Linked DNA regions of Hordeum vulgare: region 1 is linked to region 2. The links are chromatin contacts, called in public Hi-C maps. All regions are on one chromosome and are shown on one strand. Each heading gives the region's core, a stretch centred on a gene start, on an enhancer-like site or on the middle of the called end of the contact. The rest is flanking DNA. Distances are from core to core; before and after follow the strand shown. Region 1 has its middle 87 kb from the start of LOC123448054. Region 2 has its middle 14 kb from the start of LOC123450334.

The links. Hi-C and Micro-C count contacts between places; a contact is called where the count stands out from the background.
Region 1: a Hi-C map of leaf shows a contact between it and region 2, with 8 times the contacts expected there. The contact joins two enhancer-like sites. A contact is called at or near these places in 3 of 6 Hi-C or Micro-C datasets (leaf and seedling).

What each region holds. Positions count from the first base shown.
Region 1 is chr4H:111,638,006-111,641,295 of MorexV3_pseudomolecules_assembly, forward strand. No RefSeq gene overlaps it. Among protein-coding and RNA genes, the nearest start is that of LOC123448054, 87 kb to the left of the region's middle. Within about 2 kb of position 1,481, at least 3 of the 3 cell types and tissues checked have open chromatin away from gene starts, as enhancers often do. A contact at or near this core is called in leaf, where this site is marked.
Region 2 is chr4H:111,364,668-111,367,628 of MorexV3_pseudomolecules_assembly, forward strand. No RefSeq gene overlaps it. Among protein-coding and RNA genes, the nearest start is that of LOC123450334, 14 kb to the right of the region's middle. Within about 2 kb of position 1,589, at least 1 of the 3 cell types and tissues checked has open chromatin away from gene starts, as enhancers often do. A contact at or near this core is called in leaf, where this site is marked.

The sequences.
Region 1 (3,290 bases), core at 231-2,730, 270 kb after region 2:
GGTGTGTGTGTGTGTGATCGGCCGCCCCATTGCATGGGGATAGCCAGGGGAATTTACAGGCCACCCGCCTAAGCTTAAAGTATACATAAATTGTGCGAGTGGGGCCCGTCTCGCGGCCTCTCTGGCTGACTGAGGGTCCCACTCCGGAGCTTTCTTGTCGTTGGTGGGGCCCGCCGGATGCGGGGTCTCATCGGAGGGGTGCCCTATGAAGCATCCGCCGCCACCCGCCCTTGGCTGGTTGTACGGCCGACTCCTCGACCGCCTTGTGTGAGGGGTGGCAGGGAGTAAGCGATGATGTGTGCTGAGTAGACCCAGGCCGTCTTGCTTGGTGGGAATCGTGAGGGGTGGGCAGTAAGGCCGACTCCGCTGTAGCCATGCTCGTACGATGCCATCGAGTGCCTAGTCTTGCGTTGCATCCCTTCGGAGGGGACAATCCTTGTTGTATGGGCCAACAACTAGCAAGAGGGGGCCCCACCGGTTGGTGGGTCGCCTAGAGCCGGAGGGACAAAGGTCCAGCCACGAACCGGTCGAGCCAGCTGGATCCGGCTTGCTCGAGCCGGTGCTTGAGTGGCCGAACCGGCCTTATTGTTTTTGAAAATGGGCATGAAGTGACATGAGGGTACCTCAGGTTTATCGCCCCGACAGTAGTCCCCGAAGCCGGAGAGTCCCGCTAGCTCGTAGCGGCGGGTCTCGCTGGCTTGTCTCCTAGGGTCCTTCTTGGTGGCGCTTTGGAGCCGGGTTGTGATTGTGGCCTTACGCAGGCTCGACACTGGAGGCGGAGAACCTTTGGCGCCTGCTGGCCATGGTCGGCCCTGGAGGCGGAGAAACTTTGGGAGCCGGGTTGTGATTGTGGCTTTACGCATGTTTGACCCTGGTGCGGTTGGCTGCCAAGGAGGCGGCCCACCGACAACGCAAGGAGGCGACCCGTCGACTGGAGGAGAGGCTGGTGCTTGAGATGGCCCACCCGGTGGATCTGGATCTATCGGCCAAACCCACAACCAGGCGCTAGCGAACTAGGAGGCGGTGCTGGAGAGGAATGTCGAGAAGGCTCGCGTGCTGAGGGGGGGTACGAGAAGTGGGCCTGCGTGTGGTCCTTGAAAGAGCAGGGCATATTGGAGGAGGCGCACGAGCTCGACCAGCTCCTCGGCCGTGAGTTCTTCTTTCTTGTTAGCATTTACCATATATTTTTGGGAGCTTAGTCTGTATGCTCTTACTTCGTTCGTTCTTCTCCCTCGATGGGTCTTTCACCAGACGTAGGAGCTGGCGGATGCAGCACGCCGAGGACCACCGAGAGGAGCAGCACGCCGAGGGGGCCCACATCGAGAAGCTTGCCAGCTGGACCGTGGAGGAGGTTGGGATCGGCACCCGGGCACGTCTGAACCAGGTGGTGACCATCATGCACTGGCTCTAGAAAGCCGGCCTAGGCTTGGTCCGAACCCTCTAGTCGAACGCTGTGCAACCCGAGACCGTGAGCTGGCTAGCTAGGTGGATCGTGGCCGGGCCGGCACCCGTCAACGCCTGGAGGCCTTTGGCCGCACGGGCCGGAGCAGAGATGGCTGTTAGCTTCGTCATATCCTGGCAACCAGGCCTGGACTTGGAGATCCTTGCCGCCCACCAGGAGGGCATGGAGGTGGAACTGGTGGCGACTGCCGAGCCCCGAGCGGCCCCGGCAAGAAACATTGCATCGTACGTTGAGTGGAACGTTTACGTCCTGGAGCGGGCCTTTGACAACGCGCCACTCCTGGAGCACGAGTATGCGTTGGCCCTTGGCGACTCGGACGGTAGCTCGGACGAGACGGGCAGCAATGAGACCGGCTCTAGTGCTGACATGTACTCACCCACTTGGGGTGTAAACTTTCGTTTGTGCAAAACTCTACGGTCGTGGGCCTGCTGTTTTATTGTAATATATGCATGCACTTTCTTGAACAACCTTTGCATGCTAAATCACCGTTCACTTTTGTCCCCTTATCTTTTTTTGTGTCATTCCTCCTCTGTCTTTGGCCCCGCTAGCCGGACAGCTGGGAGCCGGTCTGCGACTACGATGGGGCCTTGGCCTTTGGCGAAAGCGGCACAGTACTTGGGATCGGGAGACTTGAGCTTAGGACGAGCACGGGAGGGGCCTAGTGGAGGGGAAGCGAGGGCCCGAGGCGGTCGCCCCCCTTGGACGCCTTTTGTGTGTGAGCGACTTTGACCTCCGGCTCTTGCAAGCCGGACAGTTGCGAGCCGGTTTGTAGGTGGGGCGACGAGTGGGTCTTGGAATTTTGCACACTACTTGGCCCCTTTTAGGAGGACTTAGCCCGTACTGACCGGCTAGCCCAGTGGTCCGGGATTCGGATCCGAGGGCGAGAAAAGAAAAGACAAATGCACTCGAGAGAAATGATGGAAAGGTAGCCCTCGAGTCTGGCTCAGGGTACCTGCTGCATTCATAAAGCCCGAAAGATGGGGGGAATACATACACATTCAGGTTTAGGTGTAAAACGGGCGGAGGAGCACCGCGTTCCATGGGCGCTCTGTCTCCTCGTCAGAGGCATCTCTCTTGCGCTTCTGCGTCTTCTTGGCGTCTATGAGGTGGTATGCATTGTTGTAGAGCGCCCTGCTGATGATGAAGCTGCCTTCCCATGGGAAGACAGCTTGTGGTGGCCGACTATTCGTTGGACCCATTGGACAACTAGATCACCCTCGCGCAAAGCAAGGGGTCGGATCCTCTTGCTATGGTAGTGCCACAACTTCTTCTAGTAGATGGCCATCCGGCTCAAGACCAGAAGGTGTGCCTCCTTGAGCAGGTCGACGCCATCTTCCCTTGTTTCCTTGCCATCTACCTCCGTGTAGAGTGTTACGCGAGGCGAGTCAAACTCGATGTCTGTGGGGATGATCATCTAGGACTCGTAGCCCAGGAAGAACGGTGTCAAGGCGGTCAACCGGTTAGGGGTGGTCCGAAGGATCCAGAGCACAGTCGTCATCACATCGATCCATCAGCCGGCCGAGTGCACGAACGACTCGACGAGCCGGGGCTTGATGCCGACTAGGATGAGGCCGTTGACCCGCTCCACTTGGCTTTCGACTGAGTGTGGGCCACTGACGCAAGGTCGAGTCGAATGCCCTAGGTGGAGAAGAAGTAGGCCAAGGCGTCCTTGGCGAAGTTGGTGCCGTTGTTAGTGATGATTCTTTGAGGAATGCCATATAGAATGGTGAAGTCATTGATGAATGTGGTGGACGTGGGGCCGTCCAGCTTCTTGATCGGCCTCGCCTTGATCCACTTGGTGAACTTGTCGACGGCCTCCTGAAGGTGT
Region 2 (2,961 bases), core at 339-2,838:
CGCGACACTTTCCTGTCAAGAACGTATTTTTTCCTCAAGAATGGCCCTTGCTAGAAGTGGCATGCTAGAGTGTGATGACAAATCTAATGGAGAAGAGATGTGGTAACACATATAGATAAGTAAGGACATGTGTGGATTTGTTTCTTCCGTTGCAATGCACATGCATGTTGCTCATGAATAGTCATTTAATTATGTTAGCATTAATTTGAATTAGTTACGTGAACAAGTTACTACACTGTTCCATTTTAATTGAAGTTCTGGACTCATTTTATTTTTCTGAAATAATTGATGTGATGTACTTACTTGTCTAACTCGCCCCCTTTCTTTTTTCAAATTTCACCTCTCATAACCTCTTGCTACACTCGTCTCTTAGGCCTTTGTTTGGATACAAGCCTTTTTTGCGTTTACACATTAATACGTAGGTTTGGTCGAAGTATTTTCCGGTGAACTCATCAAACCACATAACAAACTAACATCATGTTTGGACCCTCCATCTAGGAAATTGTGTTTTATCAAAATAAGACTAATGCTCATGTTTTGTGAATACATGATTACAGAAAACTCGATGTAACAATTTGTTTCCACTCCACTCCTTAGATTATTTTCTTACGACACACCCTTCCCGATTCGCATCATTTACCATTTACAACATATCTACTTTTAAATTGGAGTAATATGGTTAGCATGCCTTTAAAATTTCAAACTAAAAGCCAAGCACTTTTTGAACAGTAAAATCAAAGACCTTAACTTTTTTGAGAAAAATCAAAGAAATTTAACTACTCTAGCAAGCTTTGATCAAGTGGAGATTGAGCTAGTAGTGTAAAACTAAGGAAGAGCCTATCCACGTTGAACATGAGTCAGCTTGAACCTAGCCTTGTCCGTCTTGGGCACATGGTGAGTTTTTGAAAAGCAAACATTTTCATATTTGTGAAAAAACTAAATACTCAGATTCTTTTGAAAATCAGATTTTTTAGAAATTCCAACATTTTTTCATATGTCATTTTCCCTTAAAAACAAGAATATTTTTAAAACTTTAACTAAAATTTCAAAGTGAACAACTTTTTAAAACATGCACAATTTTCGCAACTGTATTTTTTTTTAAACAATGAATATTGTTTTGCATGCGTGAACTTTGTTTTTTTTAAATGAGACTTTTTTGAAATACCAATCACAAATTGAAAAAAAATTATGAATGGTTTCGGAAAACACTATCATTTTTTTGAAATTTTGAAGAAAAAATAAAATAAAATGAACAAAATGTGAATATTTGAATACTTTTAACGACGATTTTCTGTAAAAAATGAAGCATTTTCTGTAAATGCATTTTTTGAAAGATATTGAACATCTTTCGAACATTGTAAATTTTTAAGAAAAAACCTGAAAAACCAATAAATAAAACAACCAACAAAAATGACTCGAAAACATTCTACAAATTTGCCAAACTAGTAAAAACGGGGGTGGACCTTTCTGAAACATTGCCATACAGAGACGAGCAAACGCTATTCCAAGCACTAAATGGGCTACTCGACGTACTCCCACGTTTGTTACTCCTGCGAGAACAAGCGAAATTTTGATGCAATAAGTGTTGTAGATTGCGCCTATGTGCCGCCTAATGCGAGGCCAACGGTGGGACGTGGGCCGGGCCAGTAGGACGTGGCTTGTCTTGCTCATGGCACCTAGATTTTCTTTTTCTTCTCTTTTTTCAATTTCATTTATATTTCAATAAATGCATATATTTTAAAAACTTAAATTTACTTATCAATACATACCTACTAAAGAGAATATATATTCTTGGTCCATCAAGCTATTTTGCTAAAAATCCCCGATGTTTCTCATAATCAATCCGCAGTCCAGTTTTAATTCAGATTTTACTTTTGCGGAAAACCCCGTGATGTTTCTAGTAATCAATCCGCATGTCAGTTTTATGTCTGATTTGTTGCTTCCACATAAACCCCCTGCTAATTTGATTACAGTCTGCAATACAGATAAAATATTATTTAAAAATATCCATATCTTTTAGACCTAACTTCAAATTTAATGTTATCTAAGAAATTTGATTAAAAATGTGTAGTTTATGAATATGATGTTAGTTTACCTGTTAACCATTTTAAAAATGCTATTAAATATGCAATCTTAATTAATATGGTATGATTCATCTTTTGTTCATAACATTGTTGATCCAGACTGGTAATGAACACCTCACAAGATAAAATCTCTTCTGGATTGGAGGCGAAAGTAACCATCAAGAACCATGCATGCAAGTCTCGTCAAAACCTCACAAAAAAACTCATCTTATCCTGAGAGAAAGACGTTTTAGGATTGACAACACTCAAACGCGTTGTGACAGCGTAAGCACTTAGGCCATCGTCGGTGAGGGGGGGGGGGGGGAAGGAGGATAACTCACAACAGAAATGGGATGCCATTTGTTGAAAGAAACGATGTAGAGCTATTCGGGTTTGCACTTATAGTTTTTTGGATTAGGAGAGTGTTGTATTTTCTCCTCCCATTGCAATGCACCTTTTTTGCTAGTGAAATTTAAAAACATGACCGCGAAAAAAAGTTAACAAAATATAAAAAAATTGATAGTGTAGTTTTAGAAAATATTGATAACATTAGAAAAAAAATGTCTGTGAAAATGGAAAAGTGTTCCCGTACTTCAAAAAAATTATGCAGTTATCTAAACAAATATGTATACAATGTCAAAAAATTGGTTCATGTGACTAAGGAAATGTGCATCATATTTGATGGAAATAATACCACGTTTCAAGAAAAATGTGCACGGAATTTTGAAAATGTCAAATTGAAATGTTAAAAATATATTCATGTAGTTTAAAAAACAGCGTACTTAAGAAAAGTTTAGAAAACATGCATTTTAGATAACTACACATCATACATTTAAAAAATATCCAAATTGTATTAAAATATGTGTCATGCGTGCACTAAAAATGTTCATGTGTATTC